Linked DNA regions of Sus scrofa: all the other regions are linked to region 2. The links are chromatin contacts, called in public HiChIP or PLAC-seq and promoter capture Hi-C maps. All regions are on one chromosome and are shown on one strand. The core of a region is the stretch at or near the end of the contact, and the rest is flanking DNA. Distances in the headings are between cores, read along the strand shown.

Region 1 (2,767 bases), core at 261-2,760, 280 kb before region 2:
TCCCCGTGGAAGGAGAGGGCCCAGAGATGCTTCTCATGACACTGCCCACCAGCTGCTCCCTGGGCTGCCCTGCTGATGGAGCCCCACCCTGCCTGCTAAATAAAGATATCCCCCCACCCCCAGCCTGTGCTCCTTGACCCCTGTCCCATCTGGGAGGAGGACAGGCAGAGGGTGGGCTCACATTAGCATCGCTCTTGGACCCCCCTTTGTGGTCTTCAGCAAAGGATAGAGGCCACAGAACCGATAGCCAGCATTTTTTTTTTTTTTTTTTGCTGCACCCACAGCATACGGAATTTCTGGGCCAGGGATCAAGTCTGAGCCGCAGGTCCTGCTTCCCCAGGTACACTCCCAGGACCCTTCTGGAGCCCAAGACTCATCCCTCTCCAGGAATGGCTTGGGTGCTCTCTGCCACCTGCCCCAGCCATGGACACAGCATCTTCTGAGGGGGCTGAGGGCAGGTATCCAGCCCCAAGTGGTAGGGAGTAAGCAGAGGCTTGGCTGGAAGGGGGTACTAGGGGGACAGAGGGAGGAAGGGTACCCACCCCTCAACATCAAGGAGGGTCAGCTGACTTGGGTGGGGGCAGTTCACTGCGATTCTTCCCACTCTGGCTCCGTGGAGGGCGTCGCCTCCACTCAGCCTGGTTAAGGGGAAGGCAGGGCTGCCCTTATGTAAGTCAGTGGTGGCTCTGACCACAGGAGGACTCACTGTGCCTCCGTGTTGCTCAGTTGAAACAATAAGGCAGCTTCTGGGACAGAGAGGATCCCTTCCTGCTGTCATCATCGGGGTCTGGGCCTGACCCCACCTAGAGGCTGGCCTGTTCACAGGAACCGCCAGTGTGAGGCCAGGACCAGGCTGTAGCAGCCATGGGGCCTCCTAGCAGCTTCAGCTACAAGAGCCCCAATAAGTGAGCCCCTCTCCCCAGACGCGGACCGGACTCAGGGGCACCCCTGAACGGGTTCACGGCTCTGAGTCCAGCTCAGGAGCAACGCTTTCTGGCTGGGTGACTTTGGGCAGGCCTCCCCTTCCCAGCTGGTAAAAAGGATAGGGTGTGATGGCAGCTGGGTAGACTTTATCCGGAAGCCTTCCCGGACTGACAGCCACAAGCTGCACTCTCCTGACCATGACTCTCAAGGTGGCTGTGAACGGATACCTTCTCCATACATTAGGGGCCCTGGAAACCACGCATCTCAGATTTTGCCCACGCAGAGGCGCTGGCTAGCTTACCCGCAGGTCCTCAGCTGCAGTATGGGTTGGAGTAGGGGTCCCAGGCTGCCCTGCTCCTCTGTCGGGCTCACGTGCCCTCGCCGAGGGCCAAGCCCGCACCACCTGACATTCTCGGCAGGATGCCCCAGGATGGTCTCTCCCGGCGGCCGGGATGGGGGCGGGCCCGGGGCCTGGGCTGGGGTCGGAGGACGTCTGGCGGAAGTGGGCGGAGCTCGACTGTGAGGCAGGGTGGGGGCGGGGCTCGAGCGTAGGGGCGGAGTCTGGCGGCAGAGCAGGGGCGGAGTTCCGGCGGTGGGGCGGAGAGAGGGCGGAGCTCGGGCCCCGGGGCTCCGGCCTCGGGGGCGGGGCCCCGGCCACCCAAGCGCTTTCCTCCGGCGCGTTCCACCCTTCCGGCTCCGAGTTCCATTCACCGCCTCCACCTTCCGCCTGGTGCCGGCTGTCTGCGCGACCGTCGCCGCTTTCCATCGTCGCGCGGTCCTTGCGGCGCCCGAGCCCGCAATGTCGGGCCCCAACGGGGACCTGGGCATGCCGGTGGAGGCGGGCGCGGAAGGCGAGAATGACGGCTTCGGGGAAGCAGGTGACCCAGAGGGCTGCTGAAGCGACGTTTGCTTTCTCGGGGGTGCCCTCCTGAGAAGGGGAATTGGAGCTTGGGATAGGGGCAGGGAAGGGACTGCAGAGCCTTCCCCATCCCCCCGCCCCAGGGTGGGTCGGGAGCTGCAGGCGCCCCGGGAGAGCACTGCCAGCGGGTCCCTGGAAATCGTAGCAATCGGGAACTTCCGTGGGCAAACCCCGTTTTCCAGACGGGGAAACTGAGGCCGCTTCAGGGTCCCTCGCTCTTTGGGGACTGGGATTTGTTCCAGCCACTTCTTTCAGTCCTTGTGGGGACCGAGGCTCCTGGGGGGGGGCGGGGCCGGGCGTGGACCCTCTGGGTGGGCGTGCCAACTTGCTGAATCAGCATCCCCTGCCCCCTTTGCTGGTGTGGCTTGGAGCCCTGGCGAATGTGACTTGCTTACTAAAGTCGCCTGTTGCCTGCACAGCACTGCGGGGGGTGGGGGTGGGGGTGTGGAGAGAGAACCGTCAGCTCCCTTCTCACCTTCTGGAGCCTCCGTTTCCCCATCTGCAAAATAAGAATGATGGTTAGTGTCTTCTGCATTGAGATGGGCCAGGATTAAATGAGAAAATGAATGGAAAATACTTAGCAGGTTCCAAGCACGCAAGTGTTCTGAAAGTGGTTATTATTCCCTTCAGTGTAATAAAAATTAGTTTATTAATTTAGAGGGCAGGACAGTAAGCATGGGCTAAGTATGGAGTCTGCTTTTGGTTTGTTTTCAGGAACAGCTTTATTGAGTTATAATTCACATCCTATACAATCTAGCCACTTAAATTGTACAATTCGGTGGGTTTTAGGTTATTCAAAGAGCTGTGCACCTATCACCACAATAGCTTTAGAACACGTCCTCTCTCAGGGTCTGTGTTTAATAAAGAGGTAGAGTAAGTGGGGTAAGTGGTAAGCTGCCGGTTTGCCGGGGGCACTGCTGGTGG
Region 2 (2,799 bases), core at 119-2,618:
GCTTTGCTTCAGCCCCTAGCCTGGGAACTTTCATATGCTGCGGTACAGCCCTAAAGAGCCAAAAATGAATAATTAAACAAATCTGACTACAGTAGCTCATGTCGCTGTGGATTAAGGTGCAGTGGGTTAAGGAACTGGCGTTGCTTCAGCTGTGACATAGGTGGGGCTTGGATTCCATCCCTGGCCTGGGAATTTCCATATGCCATGGGTGCAGCCAAAAAAAAAAAAAAAAAAAAAGACAGTTGGCAAACTCACACCCATGTGTATTCATTTCTGTATAACTCATGACTCTTATTTTTGTCAAACTAATGGAAACCTCTTCAGTACAGAGCTCTGCTGTGGGTGATGCTGGTGTGGGAAACACCCCCCTTGGGGGCCATTGCTGGAATTCTCCCAACAACGTTCTATTTTTCTTTGTAAAATACTGTATGACAAAAAGCCCAGAGTGTTTTTGATAAATGAAAAATGTTTCTATTGCTTCAGACTCCAGAGCGTTTTCCTTTCTGCCTCAACTGAGATCCCATGAAATGGGGAAAAGAGTCAAAAGTTCAAGTGTCCCTATTTAAAGCTGGCCTCCGGCAACGGTGAATCATTTGTTGAGGTAGAATTCACGTAACATAAAATGCATTCTTTTCAAGTGCATGATCCAGCGGTTTTTCGTATATTCAAAGTTGTGCAACCACCACCTTTATCTAATTCTTGAACATTTTCATCACCCATAAGTGAATCCCGTACCTGTTAGCATCCACTCCCCATTCCCGTCCTCCCAGCCCCTGGCAACCACTAATAAAGTCCCTATGTCTTTTTGGCTTTGTCACTTTGCCCATTTCACATAAATCACAATATGGTGACTGTCTCCTTTCACTTATAGTGTTTTCAAGGTTTCATGTTGTAGGCGTGTATTCGTACTTGATTTTTGTGGCCCAATATTCCATTGTGTGGATACACCATATCTTATTGACTCATCAGTTGATAGGCACTTGAGCTTCCATCTTTTGGCAATTGTACATCATGCTGCTACCAATATTCTACGTTCTTTGTGGACACGTAGCTTTTGGGTATATACGAAGCTGAACTGCCGGGTCAATGTTAACTCTTTAACCTTCTGACCAAGTGCTAGACTGTTTTCCACAGGAGTTGCCCCCTTTTAGACCCCCATCGGCAGTGTCTGAGGGTTCCAATGCCTCTGCATTCCTCATCACCACCTATTCAGTTTTCTGCAAGCTCAAAGGGCCGGCCTTCGAAGGCCTTCGGTCTACCCAGCTCCCTGGAACGCAGCGACAGTCCAGAGCCGAGCTCCGTGCGCAAGCGCGTCAGTGGGCGGGCTCGGCGCAGGGGGCGGGGCCATGCGGACGTTAGGGGCGGGGTTGCAGTGCGCAGCTGCGTGCGCGCCCCGGAAGCGGAAGCGAGCACCCGTTTCCGGGCGGCTGATTCGAGGAGTTGTTTTGTCTCCGGCGGCACCTGTGAGGAGCTGCTTCGAGGCAGGCCATGCCTTCGGAAGGTCGCTGCTGGGAGACCCTGCAGGCGCTGCGCAGTTCGGGCAAAGGTCGCCTGTGCTACCACCGCGACTGGCTGCTGCGGGGCGAGGTGAGCAATGGCCCAGAGGCGCGTCACGGGACGCTGCTTCTTTGTAACAACCAGCCGTTGACTCCTGAGTGCGCCTCACCCTGCCTTGGCGTTTCTGCCTTCTCCCGCCTGGTTTGGCTTTTCGGGGAGCCCCTATTCAGAGGTGCCCTTCTCTGGAGGTTTCAGTGCTCTCCTCCAGGCCGGAGTCAGGCGCCCCTGCCTCTTAGGGTCAGCGAATTTACTGCGCGTCTCTTCCGTTGGGAGATCCAGATTTAGCGGTGAAAGGTTAATGTGACCTAACCTATTGCTCCCAATGAAAAGACCAGATTTTTAGATGACATTGGGCAGACCTGGAAAGTGTAATGGGGGCGTGGTCCGTGCACCTGGGATTTGCAAAGCCCTGTACTGTAGACAGTTAAGGCTCAGCTCTTCTTCCCGAGTTGCTGGTAATCTAGGTACAGACGTGACGTTTGTCTCTTCAGGCTTAAATGTGTCAGTTCTAAAGCATTTCCTTGTTATGTCTTTGACAGTTTTAAAGAATACATACTTTATATAGCATGAATCCCAGCACGAGTCTGTTTGGTGTAGACTCAGGTTATGCGTTCTTGGCAGGAATACCACAGAAATGATGCTGTGTTCTCAGTAAGTCACATGAATAGGTCACATCAGTAACACACAGGTGCTTCATTCCAGCCCAGCACTGGTGATGGCACTGACCTTGATCACATGGTCACACTGGTATCTGCCAGATACCAATCCACTTGAAAATCATTTTTCCCTTTGTAATTGATTACTGTTTTGTGGGGGGGTATTCCAAGATTAGACCAATATATTTTTTTTCTCATCAAACCTCCACCCTTAGCGTTTATTGACGACTTCTGCATGAATTAGTCTCTTCTGTGATGTAGCCAAATGGTGTTTCTTTATGTCTACCATTCCTTATACATATTGTAAGGAAGTGCTTTCGTTTCTCCCGTTTAATTATTTATATCACTATCCTCACGGGTTCCTGTTTTATTCAGTGAGTTATGATCCATTACTTGTAACCTTGTATGTGTATTTCCGTCTTTTATTTTTATTTTTTTGGTCTTTTTAGGGCCGCACTCATGGCATATGGAGGTTCCCAGGCTAGGGGTCCAATCAGAGCTACAGCTGCCGGCGTACACCACAGCCACAGCCACGTCAGATGTGAGCTGTATCTTCAACCTACACCACAGCTCATGGCAATGCCAG
Region 3 (2,818 bases), core at 26-2,525, 370 kb after region 2:
GCAGGCCAAGGTGGCCAGCAGAGACCAGTAGGCCAGGAGGTAGACTCGGGTCTCCGTCTGGAAGAGGAACTGAAAAAGCCAGAGCAGGGGATTCCTGCGGATGAGCCGGTGAAGCCAGGGCAGGACCACGCCAAGGCCCAGCACACAGGTCATGAGGTGGAAGAAGATGGAGGAGGCCCAGGTGCCTGAATCCATGAAAACAAAGAGGGTGCTGAAGAAGATGCCCATGAGCACCATCCCTACCACCACCACCAGCAGGAAGAAGTCCAAGGGGTCTCCCTGGCTTTCCACCACAGTCAGAGACCGCTTAATGAGCTGGTTGAGCATGAAGCTGATGCCACCCAATACCAGCAGAGCCTCTCCAGGGGTGAAGCAGCGGGGCAACAGGTACAGCAGGATCATGTTGAGGTAGACGAAGATCAGCAGGACCTCCAGGACCTCTATCACCTCGCCTACACTCAGAGAGTGCTTCATGATATAAATGATGACACCTCCAGCCAAGCCCGAGATGACACAGGTGTTGGTGGGCACCGGGCGAGTGATGCCCAGAGCCAATACTGACGAGAAGAGGGCCACTGCCATGCCAGTGGCCGCCACCACAATTCCAAAGCGCTCAAAGTATGGGTTCCCCGCAGCCTGGCAGCGCTCCTTCATAACCAGTCCGAGCAAAGGCATGACCACCGAAGCGGGCAGGAGGCCACTGTTTGCGGACATTCGGAACTGGAAGACCGCGCTTCCCTGCTGTAGCAGTCGGTCCCACTTGTATTGGACGTAGAAGGCCTGCACGGCGAGGGCCACGGCGCACCACGAGTACCGATCCCACACTGCTGCGTGGATGCTCAGTACCACTATGAACACCACCGCTGCCTCTGCCAGCACGGACCCGCTCAGCGGAGCCCCGGACCCAGAGGCCGGAGGAGCGCACTCTCGGGTCATGTCTCTAGATCTGGGACCCCGGGGAAACCCGGGTGACTGGAGATGCCTTGGATTCTGGGCTCCTCAATCCTCGCCAGGCACAGAGCGGTAGCTTCACCCAGCCAGCACGTTCTCTATCCGCTCTCCTGCTGCCAGAAGGGAAGCGCCACTGAATGATCACTCTGTGCAGGCAAGGAGCTGGCGTCAGGTCACGCTCCAACGTCTCCCACCTCAAGCGTAGGTGTCGCTCCTCCACCGACTCCCTCACTGACTCGACCGCCCTCGCCCGGGAGTCCTCACCGCTCCGGGCCACGCCATGTTGGCCCCGCCCGCCGTCACGTGACGAAAAGCCCCGTCCACGCCCCGGAGGCGAGCGGTCACGTGGGCGCGGCGTCTGGGGGCGGGGCTAGGGCGCGCGCGCGCGAAGATGGCGGCGGCCGCCACCGGGCCGTGTGTGAGGTGCGGAGCGGGCCGAGTCAGCGGGGGTGGCTGTTAGGCGCCGGGTCGAATCCGAGCCGGAAGCGGGGCGGGATTTGAGGGCACGATGTAGCGGCAGTGGCGGGGCGAAGGCCGGCTAGGCGGACGGGCGCCGGGATGGAGGCGGTTACGGCCAAACGGTCTCGGCGCGCGGGCATCTGAAGCGACTTCTCGGAGAGGGGGCCGGTGCCTTACCCCTTCCCTCGGCGCCCGCCTCCGGTCTCCGGTTCCTTTCCCTTCTTCCCCTCTCCCCGTGGCGCGTCCCTCGGCGCCCCCCTCCCGCTTCCTGGCTGGCGTGACGCTCCCTCGAGGCGCGACGGGGCGCTTCGCGGTCGCCCGGGGAGCCCCCACCCCGTCCCCGCCGCAGCCTCCTGGGCCCTTCCCGGCGGCGCTCCCCAGGGTCCCGCATGTGCTCTCCATGGAAGGTCTGTTTCGGGCGTCGCCGAGCCACGTTCCTGCAGTTTCTGCCCTCTTGGGCCGCCCAGCCTTTCATTCATCCATCTATTCATTTTCTCCTGTATTGATTCCGTCAGCGGACACCCCACGCACTGTACTGGGCTTTGGGGACGGGAAGATAAAATACTCAAAAGAAAGAGACAGTTCTTACTTCTGGAGCGATACCAGCGCCGGGCTGGCGAGGCGCGTTCTTTTCCATGGCTTTATCTCCTTGAACTCCCACGACTCCGAGCGGCACCTTGTGTTTTACGGATAGATGACTCATAGACCCAACTCAGAACTGGCGGAGGGGTCCGGTGAGGCTTCGAACAGGCGTGTGTCTGCCTCTGGATCTGTAACCAGATCGCCACACTTCCATCTTCCACTTACAGCTCGAAGCGGCTTCCATTCTCGCGGCCACCCTCCCGGCTAACCGTCCCCTTGTCACTTCTTCCCTGTGCCTGCAGTGTTTCGCTACTTTTTTTGGCTTTTCACTACTACTCAACACTCCGAAGAGCATGGAATAGGCTCTGAGTAAATATTTATGACAAGTATTGCCCTTGTTCTCTGTACGACTTCCTGCGCCTCTCTGCTCAAGTGACTTTTTTTTTTTTTTTTCCATTGTGATGATACTTTTTAATCATGTAAAGTTTCAAGTGAGATTTCTCTTCTCTGGAATTTCCATCGAACTATTTCTGGAGCAGTTTGTGTTTTTCTCCTCCGCTGTTTTTCATGTCAGCTCTTGTATCGGGCAGCATTGTGGTCGCTGTGCTCTCCTTTTTTTAGGCTTGTCTTACAGTCCTTGTGGAGCTTGGGTAAAGGTCAGCTCCTGCAGGGCCAGGCGCGTTCTTCAGTGAAAGAGAGGGCAAGGAGAGGGAAGCGGTTAGTTTGCCTGAAAGATGCTTTCTTCATCCTGGGGGAACCTACCACATTCACACCTGAAAGTGGCAGAAATGACACCTGGGATTTCTAGGCCCTGCTTTGTGCATAG

The links. Promoter capture Hi-C pulls out the DNA fragments that hold promoters and counts their contacts. HiChIP or PLAC-seq counts read pairs in DNA pulled down with a chosen protein or histone mark.
Region 1: a contact with region 2 is called in a promoter capture Hi-C map of liver, with 4 times the contacts expected there. The contact joins the promoter of C1H9orf16 here to the promoter of GLE1 in region 2. A contact is called at or near these places in 1 of 5 promoter capture datasets (liver) and 1 of 2 datasets of contacts at active chromatin or transcription factors (alveolar macrophages).
Region 3: an H3K27ac HiChIP or PLAC-seq map of alveolar macrophages shows a contact between it and region 2. The contact joins the promoter of NUP188 here to the promoter of GLE1 in region 2. A contact is called at or near these places in 1 of 5 promoter capture datasets (liver) and 1 of 2 datasets of contacts at active chromatin or transcription factors (alveolar macrophages).

The regions. Positions count from the first base shown.
Region 1 is chr1:268,614,530-268,617,296 of Sscrofa11.1, forward strand. C1H9orf16 (UPF0184 protein C9orf16 homolog) reads left to right here and starts at 1,511. Exons shown (of 2, transcript XM_001927625.5): 1 at 1,511-1,802. The coding sequence starts at 1,724. LCN2 (lipocalin 2) reads left to right here. Exons shown (of 7, transcript NM_001244410.1): 7 at 1-116.
Region 2 is chr1:268,892,913-268,895,711 of Sscrofa11.1, forward strand. It overlaps GLE1 (nucleoporin GLE1), which reads left to right and starts at 1,369. Exons shown (of 16, transcript XM_003122222.5): 1 at 1,369-1,587. The coding sequence starts at 1,489. It also overlaps a transcript of ODF2 not described here.
Region 3 is chr1:269,258,221-269,261,038 of Sscrofa11.1, forward strand. NUP188 (nucleoporin NUP188 homolog) reads left to right here and starts at 1,276. Exons shown (of 43, transcript XM_021069837.1): 1 at 1,276-1,374. The coding sequence starts at 1,343. DOLK (dolichol kinase) reads right to left here and starts at 1,264. Exons shown (of 1, transcript XM_001928919.5): 1 at 1-1,264. The coding sequence starts at 936.